2 separate regions of the Mus musculus genome follow, and region 2 is linked to region 1. Evidence: chromatin contacts called from public HiChIP or PLAC-seq data. All regions are on one chromosome and are shown on one strand. The core of a region is the stretch at or near the end of the contact, and the rest is flanking DNA. Distances in the headings are between cores, read along the strand shown.

Evidence for each region. HiChIP or PLAC-seq counts read pairs in DNA pulled down with a chosen protein or histone mark.
Region 2: a contact with region 1 is called in an H3K27ac HiChIP or PLAC-seq map of embryonic stem cells, with 8 times the contacts expected there. The contact joins the promoter of 1700067G17Rik here to the promoter of Platr5 in region 1. A contact is called at or near these places in 3 of 39 promoter capture datasets (the 3T3-L1 cell line, embryonic stem cells and liver), 1 of 15 datasets of contacts at CTCF or cohesin (embryonic stem cells), 10 of 484 Hi-C or Micro-C datasets (the AML12 cell line, the AtT-20 cell line, cerebellum and 4 more), 5 of 115 datasets of contacts at active chromatin or transcription factors (embryonic basal ganglia, embryonic stem cells and fibro-adipogenic progenitors) and 1 of 9 other capture datasets (embryonic stem cells).

Annotation. Positions count from the first base shown.
Region 1 is chr1:88,752,123-88,757,871 of GRCm38.p6, reverse strand. Platr5 (pluripotency associated transcript 5) reads right to left here and starts at 2,982. Exons shown (of 3, transcript NR_040493.1): 1 at 2,914-2,982; 2 at 2,582-2,788; 3 at 2,139-2,338.
Region 2 is chr1:89,012,463-89,018,211 of GRCm38.p6, reverse strand. It overlaps 1700067G17Rik (RIKEN cDNA 1700067G17 gene), which reads right to left and starts at 2,099. Exons shown (of 3, transcript NR_040471.1): 1 at 1,840-2,099; 2 at 1,563-1,666. Gm34194 (a long non-coding RNA gene) reads left to right here and starts at 2,034. Exons shown (of 9, transcript XR_003947921.1): 1 at 2,034-2,239.

The DNA.
Region 1 (5,749 bases), core at 1,733-4,232:
ACTCTCTCTTCTGCCCCTGTAACTCAGTCAGCCCCAAACAGCAAAACATCCCTTTGCCTCCAGATCCCAGAATCTTCAGGATTAAAGGTCTGGGAACAGAGAAACTGCCAAGAAAACAAAAAAACCCTCCATTCTGTGGAGCATTTAGGATTTCCAGTGAGCAACCAAATACATTTTGCTGCTTGGATTTTGTATTTGTTTGTATGCCTTGCTAGCTCCAAGAATGTGGGAAAAACAGAAAGAAAAGAGGAAAAGAAAAGAAAAAAGATTCCAAAGACTTCCAGCTCCAACCACCCAGCCTGGACGTCTTCCTTTGTTTGTGTCAGCCTACAAGTCAGAATCCCCCTGATGATGATTAAGGGGCTTGGCTTATTCCAGTCTTCAGCCATTGTTGCTACTAAACGCTTGAATTCTCTTGTTTGCATCAAGGTATATAATTGGGAAGCATGTAAATTAGCCAAGTCTGTGAGCTGTAATTTCTCTGACTCAAAGGAGGGGGTTTGTAATGAAAACGGATGGTTAGACAGGATTCTGAAACCCGCTGGAGACTGCAGCCAAACACCTCCCACTCTTCAGGAAGTGGAGCGCACTCTCTCACTGTGGGCCTTGGCGGATGGAGTCTTCCTTTTAGCCTTAGCCGCACACAATCCAGTGAAGAGCAATGTAACCGGCAGTGGAGAGGGACTTGACTTATTCTTCCAAGGAAAGCATAGAGATTTCTTTTTACTAGCACCCGATGAGGCTTCGCCTGGAGTTGTAGTGAACCATGGGATGGATGGACTGATGGGTGGGCCTGGTTCGCCAGCCCGGGAGCAGGGTTGTCCTAGCAATGGAATAGAGCCCTTGTCACCCCTGGTGTGCCCATTAGGAACACATGTTTGGCTCTCATGTCCCTTTTGAGGGGAGCTTTTATACTCAGTGGAGCCCGGAGGCTCACACCCTCAGAGTGGTTGGAAATGTTGCTGAGTGGTGTTAAACTGACTGAAATGTCACAGTGTGGCTCTGGCTCCTACAGGGGAAGTGAATGGGCCTCCTTCCATCAACTCGGGCTGGTCGTCCACAGCACCCCCTTGTGGCCCTGGCGGAAGTGACAACGCTATGGGTCAGAATCCCTGGGGTGGAGGAAATCTAATTTGTGTGAGAGAAGTCATGTGGCTTCAACAGTCGAATGCTTAATTTTCTGAGAATTAAGACATATACATCCCGGTATCATTTTGGACACAATAGCGGGAGTAACTGATTATGTTTGTGTCTGAAGCAGGGCAAGTGCGCTGGAGCCTCCAGATAATTTTTCTGTCTTTGGTAGATTTTTTTCCTGACGACAGTGACAAGTACCTCTGCCTCTGGCTTTCACACATCCTGCACAGCAAACATATCATGCGGCCAAATGGTTAGAGTGGGACCTGGCCCTGAAATCCCCACACCCCAGCTCTGCCATGTCCCCTCTCCTGAGGATAGATAAGATTGTGGAGAGTTAGTTCTGTCTTCCTTTTCTGTGCCTTGAGCACAGGTCTGTCTTCATTTCTCACTGAAGGTAGCTACTGAGAACTATCTTTATTTTGCCCACCAAAAGGCATTGAAAGCAGTGTCTGGCTCAGCAGTTAACCCTCCTGAGCCAATAGTCATCACTCCTGCTGGCCGGTAGCTCGCTTTCCAACAGCTCCTCTCTTAATTTCAAGAAAGTTGATAATTAAATGTTATGTAACTCTTTGACCATGTAAAGTTTGGGTTTTTTTTTTGTTTTGTTTTGCTTTTGTTTGTTTATTTTTTCCTGAGATATAAGTTTATCATGGGGGCGGGGGTGGGGGAGAGGGACACTGGCTCTTTGTGGTTAGTGTCAAATTACTGCCCACAGATTGGAACCACAGGAGTATTGGGGAAAGCTGATTTTAAAACAGGCAGGACTGAGAAACAGATAAGTTGCTATGATCTCCGGGCAGAAAATTAGGTTTGTAAGAAAATTTACAACTACTTCTTACAGGGGCTTAGGAAACAGGGACAAGATGAATCTCCCAAGGAGGATGGAGAGAGTGAGACTGTAGCCGACAGCAGCCACGGGGTACTGGGTTCCTGAAAAGAAAGCTGGCGATGGATGGGAAGGACAGCAAGAGAAATAAGGAGCCAAGACCAAGTTCTCTGATCAAGGTTCAACTTTAATTCTTGAGTCTGAATTTTTAAAGGGGGGGAAATCCATCCCCCTCTTTGCCAGGATCTCCTTCCTGCTTTGTCAGCATCTCGTCAGGAAAGCAAGCTCAGCTGCTCAGCAGGTGGTGGCTTCTTGCAGGAAGCTGCAGATGTGGCAGGACAATAGACTTCACCTCGGTCAGAAGACTCCATCCTAGGGGAGATAACCAACTGTGGCAGACAAGGTCTGATTCAGCCCACACAAGGCTAAGGGAGGGCACAGTTCCTCCCTTTTTATTAAGAATTAGCTGGACTGGGGCATAAGATTTACTTTTCCATGGTTCAGCCTGGGAATTATGGTGGCTGGCGGCCATGCCTGGCTTAGGACTGAGCCTAGACTCTCTCTTACCCGTCTGGGAGAAAAGAAAAACATGGCTCCATGTTTATTTCCTCTTACCTCGGATCAGCACACACACCTTTGGCTCACAGGCTTTGCTCCAGACCAATTCCCTCTTCAGCTGGGTTTGGGGGTGGCCAAGACCTCCAGCGAGAAAGACATTATCTGTCAGCCCATCATGTTGTTTAGAGTCAGGGGAGGCTGCTAGGTTACTGTCTGAATTAGGGTTTCCACTGCTGTGAACAGACACCATGACCAAGGCAACTCCTAAAAAGAACATTTAATTGGGGCTGGCTTACAGGTTCAAAGGTTCAGTCCAGTATCATCAAGGCGGAAAGCATGGCAGCTTCCAAGCAGGCATGGTGCAGGAGGAGCTGAGAGTTCTACTACACCTTCATCCAAAGGAATCCAGGAGCCGACTGGATGCCATGTGGCTAGCAGGAGGGTTTCAAAGCCCACCCTCACAGTGACTCACTTCCTCCAATAAGGCCACACCTACTGCAACAAGACCACACCTCCCAATAGCACCACTCCCTGGGTTAAGCATATTCAAACCACCACAGTGACCCTCCAGGAGAACATCAAAATAGATACTTTATAAAGAGTTTGGGGGAGAACCTCACCCTTGCCGGCCCTGAAGGATACCTGCCAGGTTCTGAGAGGAATAGTCAAGTCACACAATTCACCTGGAAATAGAGTCTCTGGTGAGTTAGAGCCCAGCAGATGAACTGAAGGTGGAATTCTAGTCTGGCAAATCTGCAGGGCCGTGGGGGAAGGCATCAAGGTGTGCATTCTGCACAAGGCCTGGGATACTGATTAAGTCCCTAGAGCATCTCTGTGTGAATGAACGTTCCTGCCCAGCTTGCCAAGGCACGGCTGCTCATGCTGTCTGAGCTTAGGTTCTCTGTTGGGTATGTGTTTGTGTTGGGTTCTTGAGTAGCTATGGAAAGTGGGATGTGATTTTCTTCTTTAATAAACAATTTAAAAACAATTTCCAATTGTTTGTTTGGTTGGTTGGTTGGGTTTTTGTTGAGACAGAATCTCTTTATTATGTAGCTCTGGCTACCCCAGAACTCACTCTGTAGACCAGGATGGCCTCAAACTCACTTAGATGCCCTTACATCTGCCTCCCAAGTGCTGGCATTAAAGGTGTGTACTAACACACCTGACTAAATATTTCCAAGTGTAATTAAGGACATAATTTACTTTCTGATCCCCACTTGTTTTGCAAGGACTGTCTCTGCTCACCCACTTCCCCACTCACACACACACACACACACACACACACACACACACACACACACACACACACAGCTATATGATATCCATTTAAGGTCAGAGAATCAGCCCTGGATGTCATTTCTCAAGCACCATTCATCACACTTGTGAGACAGGGTCTCTTACTGGCCTGGAACCCACCAGGTGTTAGGCTTGCTGGCCAAGGAGGGTCCAGGATCAGCTTGTCTCTGCCTCTACAGTGTTAGGATTGCAAGCACAGGCCCCCACCCTGGCTTTTGCGTGAGCTCTAGGGCTGAAGACCAAGAAAACTTCTTTACCCCTAAGCCCTCTCCCCAGCACCCCCTAATTTCTGAAGGCTGATCCATCCTGGGCAAGTTTGGCCTTGCTGGGGTGTGTCTTGTGAAAATGAAGAAGCACCCAGGAGAAGCAGTTGGGAGCATCCTCACCGAATCTGTTGGTTTTTATTGCTCCCAGAAGTCTGACATCTTGTTATTGGTAAAACTCTCGAGATGGAAAAGTTATGGTTGCTATTAACAGCCATGAGCCATGACTGCAAGAGAGAGAGAGAGAGAGAGAGAGAGAGAGAGATTTCTCAGATGATTGTGGCTGTTCTTAGCCAGCTTAAGTTAAAGCAGAATTAAGAAATAAAACACTAAACCGGTATAATTCCTAAATGCTTACCCTTATACCCACGGATAAGTTCTCACCCCTCCTCATCCAAGAAGCCTCTCTTGGCAGCAGACAGAGACCATTGCATAAAGTCACAACTAGTCAAAATGCAGAGAACAACTAATCCATTGTGGGTAACCCCGAGCCGATGGCTACATCTACAGCATAACTCCTGTGCCTGCGGAACATTGTAGAAGAGGGGGCAGAAAGATTGTTAAGAACCAGAGGGCTAAGAATTCTGCAGGGGGGGGGATGACGACGACGACGATTATGTCTCCTAGAACTGATAGGGAAGCTTCACGCATGATACCTCAATAGTATGGCTGCCTAAACAAGACGTGAATAAGTATAGTGCCAACAGCCATACCAGCATAGAAAGGGGGCATGTTACAGGGCCCCACCCCTAGGTAAGTGCTACATGCAGCTAACGCCTGATAGAGAAGGGAAATTAGTTTTCCTCGGTGATGAGCCCCCAACTGGTTATCCAGTGTGATATGGTCAGTCCTAAAATCATATTCACACAACTGACATTGAATGAGCACAGCTGGATGAATTTATATATTTATGCACACACACACACACACACATCAGTAATATTTCAAGAAAAGGGCTATGAATTTGAGAGTGAAGAATGAGGATGGCTGAAGGAGGGATAAATTATGTAATTATATTTTAATTTTCAGAATAAAATAAGTTATTCAAAAACCAAGATGCTGGCCCTACTCATTGATTTAAATATAATCAGCCCCATTCTCTTCTACAGACTTGCAGAACAGCATTCAGCACTCTGTGCAGACCCCCCTCCCCCTCCCACGGATGCAGATGGCCTCACAGAGCCGGTGCTAACCCTAACCCGGCAGATGCAGCACTCTGCCAGTCCTCAAGACTTATTGAGATTTATTGAAATGTTATTTACACTGTGGAAGTTCAGTTCACTTCCCCTCCGCCCCGCAATTACTGTGAGCCCCTCTGCATTTAGAAGTCAGGAGAGCCCCCCTGTGGATATTCTGACAACTGTAATTTGCTATTCATATAAAGCCAGAAAAACAAAAACAAAAAAACCCAACCCAGGCCACTGACTTTTACATCTGCTTTGTGTGCATGATGGCTGAGCTTGATCTTGTGAGACAAGGACTTTGAGTGTCCATTGCCAGGTGCAAAATGAATGTGATTACAGGCTGGAACACGGCATCACCAGAAGCAGGGGCAAGTCACAGCCAGTTCCATGTTCTGTAACAAGGAGGGACAGCTCAACAGAAGCAACTCTGTTTGGAGACCTTCCAGAAGGAGGGCTCCGTTATCACAGGGGTCTCAATCCCA
Region 2 (5,749 bases), core at 850-3,349, 260 kb before region 1:
GTGGGTTCTGACAGAGTGGTGTACCTGTGACAAAGGGCGGCACACTATGAAATGGTAAGGGATATAAGGCATACTGTATATGCTGTTTTAGTTGCATTCTTTAGCAGCTTAGAGTAGGAAGGTTTTATTCGACTTACATTTCCAGACCTCAGTCCATCATTAAAGGAAGTCAGGGTGAGAACTCAAGCATGAACTTGAAGCAGAAACCATGGAGGGCTGCTGCTTGCTGGTTCATCAGCAGGCTGTGCTTAGCTAGCTTTCTTGTACAGCCCAGGACCATCTGCCTAGGGAATGGTGCTACCCACAGTGAGCCAATTAGCAATCAAGACAATCCTCCACAGATATGCTTGCAAGCAAGTACAATATCCCTGATTGGAACAGTTGAGTCTCCTACCTCTGGTGACTCTAGGCTATGTCAAGTTTGGACAATTAAAGTTGACTAGGACATATGACATCAGATGAAAACAGAAAAAGCAACTTATACAAAAGTGTGCAGGTCTTTCCCTTACAGTAAAGAAACATAGTATTATATTCATTAGTTGCTTTTCATAAGTTAAGATAATTTTGCATTGGGAAATTATCCCTAGAAAACGAAATATAGAACCATCATATCATCTATTAATAACACACACACACACACACAGACACACACACACCCAGAGAGAGAGAGAAAGAGAGAGAGAGAGAAAGAGAGAGAGAGAGAGAGAGAGAGAGAGGTCACTGCAGTACTGTTCACTATTCACACTGGTTGTGCAACCAACCTGTGTCCATCAATGCAATATGCATAAGGAAAACAGGACATATATACACAATTGAATATACTATTCAGCCCTAAGAAAGGCAATCCTAACATTTGAGACAATTTAAATGAACCTGACATTATGGTATATGAAGAGGTTAGACAAAGAAAGGCAAATACATCATGACCTCAGTGATGTGTGGAATCTAAAAAATATGAGTTCAATACACACACACACACACACACACACGCACATGCACACACATATAGAGAGAGACAGAGACAGAGAGAGACAGAGAAAGAGTAGAACGGTGACTGGATTGTTGAAGGAGGAACTTTGGGGAGTGTCAGTGGAGGAAGACAAACATGATTGGACATAAAGAGTAACTTCAAGAGACTTACCACACGCTACAGCACCAGTATAGTAATAGTTAATATACATATTATGTTCTCAGAAAATGCTAAGAGTTTATATAGTCTCACTTCAAATACTAACTATGCAAAACAACACATACATTAATTAACCAAATTATTCATTGCACAATGTGTATATACTTTGGAATGGCATGCAGTACATGATAATTTATACAATTTTATCTGCCAATTAAAAATGGCTTTTGAGGTGAAGATTATTTTTGGATGAATCAAGATATTTTGGTTATTGTGTTCTAGCGCTGGCTGTGGGCGTGAGAAGAAATCCAGCACAAAAAATCTCTATTAGACGATGCCCTGGGTCACTATAGCGAGGCTCCATCTCCCTCACTGGTCTCTACAGGATACATATGTCTGAGGTGGCCTGGGAAAATTTATTTGTTTTACTTGCCTTTAAATTTCACGGAGTCCAGAAGGCACTTAAAGGAAGGAACTTAGATCACATGTGTCAGAATCCATCTAGTTTCTTGACAGTGAACCACCAGAGCCTGCTGCCTCTAAGAATTAGGGATAGAAAGTCACCTGCAATTTCAGAAAAAACAAAAAACAAAAAACAAAAAACAAGAGTGTTTGCTGAGGAGGGGAGGGAACCCACAGAGGGTTCCTGAGTGGGAAAGCCGCCAAGGAGCTGGAGTTGAGGACCGTGGGCATGGGAAGGCAGTGAGTACCATATCTGATGCTGAAGAAATGGAGCGCTGCTGGCTGAGTAGACCAGGAGCCTGAGAAACATCCCCGCTACTGAGATAGAAGCCAATGGTCTGAAAAAGAGATGGAGGGGAAAGGAAGGGAAGAGGTGTGAGCAGCCCGGAGAGGGGGAGACCTCGTGCACTTCAGGAGGTCGAAACCAAAAGGGAGACGAAGAAAGACAGATGTTTTTTGAGTTAAAGATGGAGTTCGCCCTCCAGGGTCACTAGAACAAAATGGCCTCAGTTAAGAGTCCACACCTAGACTTGGCACCACGAGGCTTCCTTATTCAGGAACAGAGAAGGAACATCGGAACACTGAGTTTCAGGTTGGGGGTGGAGTAACCGCTTTGAAATCAGAAGCAAAACTGGGAACCGCAGAGAGGTAAGGGGAACAGACCCTTTCACTTCCAAGTTGCTTTTAGTTTTGGTTTTTATCATAGCAAAAGAAAGCCAGGCAGAACTGTAAAGAAGGGAGAAAACTTGTCGAATCAGAGAAAATGTTTTATTGTCAGAAATTAGAGAGACAGAGACAGACAGGGGCAAGGGTGAGGGTAGGGGTTGGTTTTTCCTTAATGCAACTCGGAGAAATGTCTTTCCTATCCGGCTTCCAGAAGCTTCCTTGCCTGCGCGTTAGACCTGCTTCTGTGCTGAGTTTTTATATCCTGCCCAGGCTTGGTCACAGAAACCGCCCCGTGCCTCTCCTAGTTTCCACAGCTCCCAGGCACGCAGGTACTTTGGGCGGTGTCTGCACTTTTGCTTGGAGGAGTGCTCTGACCTCATGACTCAGCAGATGCCACGCTTAATTGGAGGTCTGGGAGGGGACGGTAGTTGGCTCCCTTGTGTTTCTCTCCAAAATGGTCCAAGTTTAACGGCTGCCTGTGCTGATCCTGAGCAGGTGTGTGATGGCTGAGAAGGCGTTTTCAGAGCATACAATAGCCTGTTTACCTGCTGTCTTCCCCTCCAACCCCCCTCCTTTAACTATTTCCTCCCTATCCTCCAGAGAGTCTGTCTGTGCCTGAGAATTAAGCTTTTGCCTTCACTTCGTTTTTATATATGGAATCTAATTAAACCTTTCAATTTGATTTTATGTGTGTCTGTATATGGTATATACATGAGGTGTGCACTCAACTGTGTTTGCCCATAGGCTGAAGGTCCATACCAGGTCTCCTCTTCTGGTTTCCATTTTATTCCCTGATACAACCCTCCCTAGATCATCATATCCTGAACTCACAGCCAGGAGAAACATATTTTCTTAATAAAGCACCTCTATTGTTATTGCTAGATCCTTAGTGTGTTTTCTGGTTATGGTAGATTTCAACTTATTTTTCTTGTTTCTCCTCCAGTCGGTGCTGATTGGTCAGTGTTTTCCACATGTTTTCTGGGATGCCTGTCTGACCTTGTCTGGCTGACCAGGCGCAGTGCTAGGGAGATCCTCTGTGTTTTTGAGGTAATTTTGGCTATGCTAAAGGTGTCTTGGAGTGGGGGCTTCCTGCCAGGTGCTCTCCTCTGCCTGTTAATTTTAGTCCAGTGCCCAGTCCCCCACTCTGTCTACAGAGCGTGCTAATCTCTGATTTAGGCTCTGATTTTCTGAATACCACATTGGGTCCCCTGGCCTCACCTCTATTCTGACTTGATTCCATTTGTGTAGTAGGTGTCACCTCCCAATTGCACCCTCTCTTTGAAGGAAAGACCTTTCAATGCACCCTCTCCTAGATGGAGAGAGAAAGTTACAGGACTCATAAGGCTCTCCCCGGGGCAATATACTATTAGAAATTGCTTGAGAGAGGAGACTCTTTGCAGGAGCCAGAGCTGTACATGGCGTTCCAAAGATGCCCCTCTGGCGAGTCCCGTGCTGGGGCTGGCTTTGAGTCATCTATGCTTCTATAAGGAGCATGCTCTTGTAAGTAAAGCACAGGAAGCCCACTGGTTCACCCACCTAAAGCTTGGGTGGAATTGCTTCTCTGCTCTGTCGATGGTACCCTACCTGGGGTTCATGTCTCCCCACATGAACAGAAAAAGTCACATAATACCTCCCACCCTGTTCCTCCCCGAAGACACTTTCTGCCATATTCTATCCATGAATCCAATGTAACTCCACCGTTCTCAGAACACAAAAGACACCTACTTTGAGGCTGCCCTCTCTTCCACTGTGGCCTGGGCCCTGTATCTGCTTCCTTTTTCACCCTGGCTGGCTTTGGAAGTCCTAATGCCTCTGGGATGAGCCTCCTCAGGCATCATAGTTATCAGAGGAATGGAGAGCCAATCAGGTGCTTTGAGGGCTGAGCGGGGGCCATTTCTGAGGATAGGCTTCTGTTGTTTCTTTCATGGGGCCTTCTTTTCTCTCTGGCATGGTACTCCATTTTCTAGGTCACCCGCGAGTTCACATAGCCAGAGGCTGGGATTCTGGGATTCTGCTTCTGGTAACTGGTCCCACTGAAAAGGCCTTAGGAAACGGTTAGCATAGTCTACACGCAATATTGAATCTTGATTCTACTGCTTGGGGTGACCTTGGGCAAGGTATGGGACCTCTTTGAGCCTCACTTTCCTTATCTATAATAAGGAGTTAAGAGCTAGGCCTTGGGATAGAGACCTGACATCTCAGCCACTTTAGAGGCTGATGTAGGAAGATCACAAGTTCAAGGCCTGCCTGGGCTGAATGTACCAGGAATTTGAAGGCAACTGGGGCAGCTTTCTGAGATCTTGACTAAGAACCAGAAAAAGTCAAAAGAGAGCTGAGGTGTAGGGTAGTGCCGCTTAATGTCCGGGAGACCCGAGGCTTGGTCTCTAGCATCCCAATAAGAAACAGAAAAAGAAGTAGAAGATGTGACATCAGTTTTTTGCACTGCTCCGAGTTTCGTGAGATGGAGTGTGTGTCCCTCCCCTCTCTCTTCTCCTGCCCTGTCCCTAAAGCAGCTACTCAAGAGCTAGGCTTCAGTCTTCAAACAAAGTTTGATGGTCTTGGTTGTGAAGCTGTTCTGTATTTCCAAAATCTTGCCATTGACAAGGCAGAAATACTTACCCTAGTGAGTCTGGCAAGCATTTCTGCTTTTTCTGAGAAGTGTCTTTGACTCGGGTAACCCAAAGTAGAAAATCACATGGTCGAGACTTTTATTGTAACCACCAAGAAAGCTTGCCTCCTGCCCTTTTGTGCCACTTTGAATGGGACATTGTGGGATTTATCTGGCATTTGATTGTGAAGCACTTCGAGGTTCAAAAAGAGGCACAAATTGGTTATTTTTAAGAGGAGGTCACAGGATGGTCACAGGAGTACAGGATAGCTTCTAGACACCACACAGATGAAATATGCAGTCGAACAGAAGAGAGACAAGTCTGGAGATGGGTCAGCCATCTGCCTTGTGGTCAGCAGTGTAGACAAAATAGAGGCAGTGCAGTAAGTAAGAAGGCCAGCCTCCACAGAGGGGCCGGAAGTCTTGCTGCATATCCTGAAACAGAGAGCGACCTAAAAGCCACACAGACCCTGTTCCCAGAGTGCGGTCATGTCCCTGGGTACCCGTGGAACTCCTCCTGCAGGGAGGGCTTGCTGGCTTGGACCAAAAGCATCAAAGGGGTTTCACCAGCTCTTGGTTTATCTGTCTCCAAGCTCTGGAGGCTTGCTCTCATTACATTCTTTAACAAAAGAAAACTAAGCAGAGCCTGCAAGCCAGAGTTCCCCTGCAGAAAATGGGCCAAATCCTTGTAGATTTGAGACAACCTTAAAAGGGCAGTGTTCAATGAGCCCATAATCCCTGCTCCTCAGGCAACTCACACAGAGAGGTGAAGGACACGGAGAATTATGCACAGGCACTGCTTTTGGGTAGGAAAAAAAAAAAACCAAAAAACTAAACAAACCAGAATGCTGTCTGCAGGGTCAAATGCTGGGGGAGGAGATCAT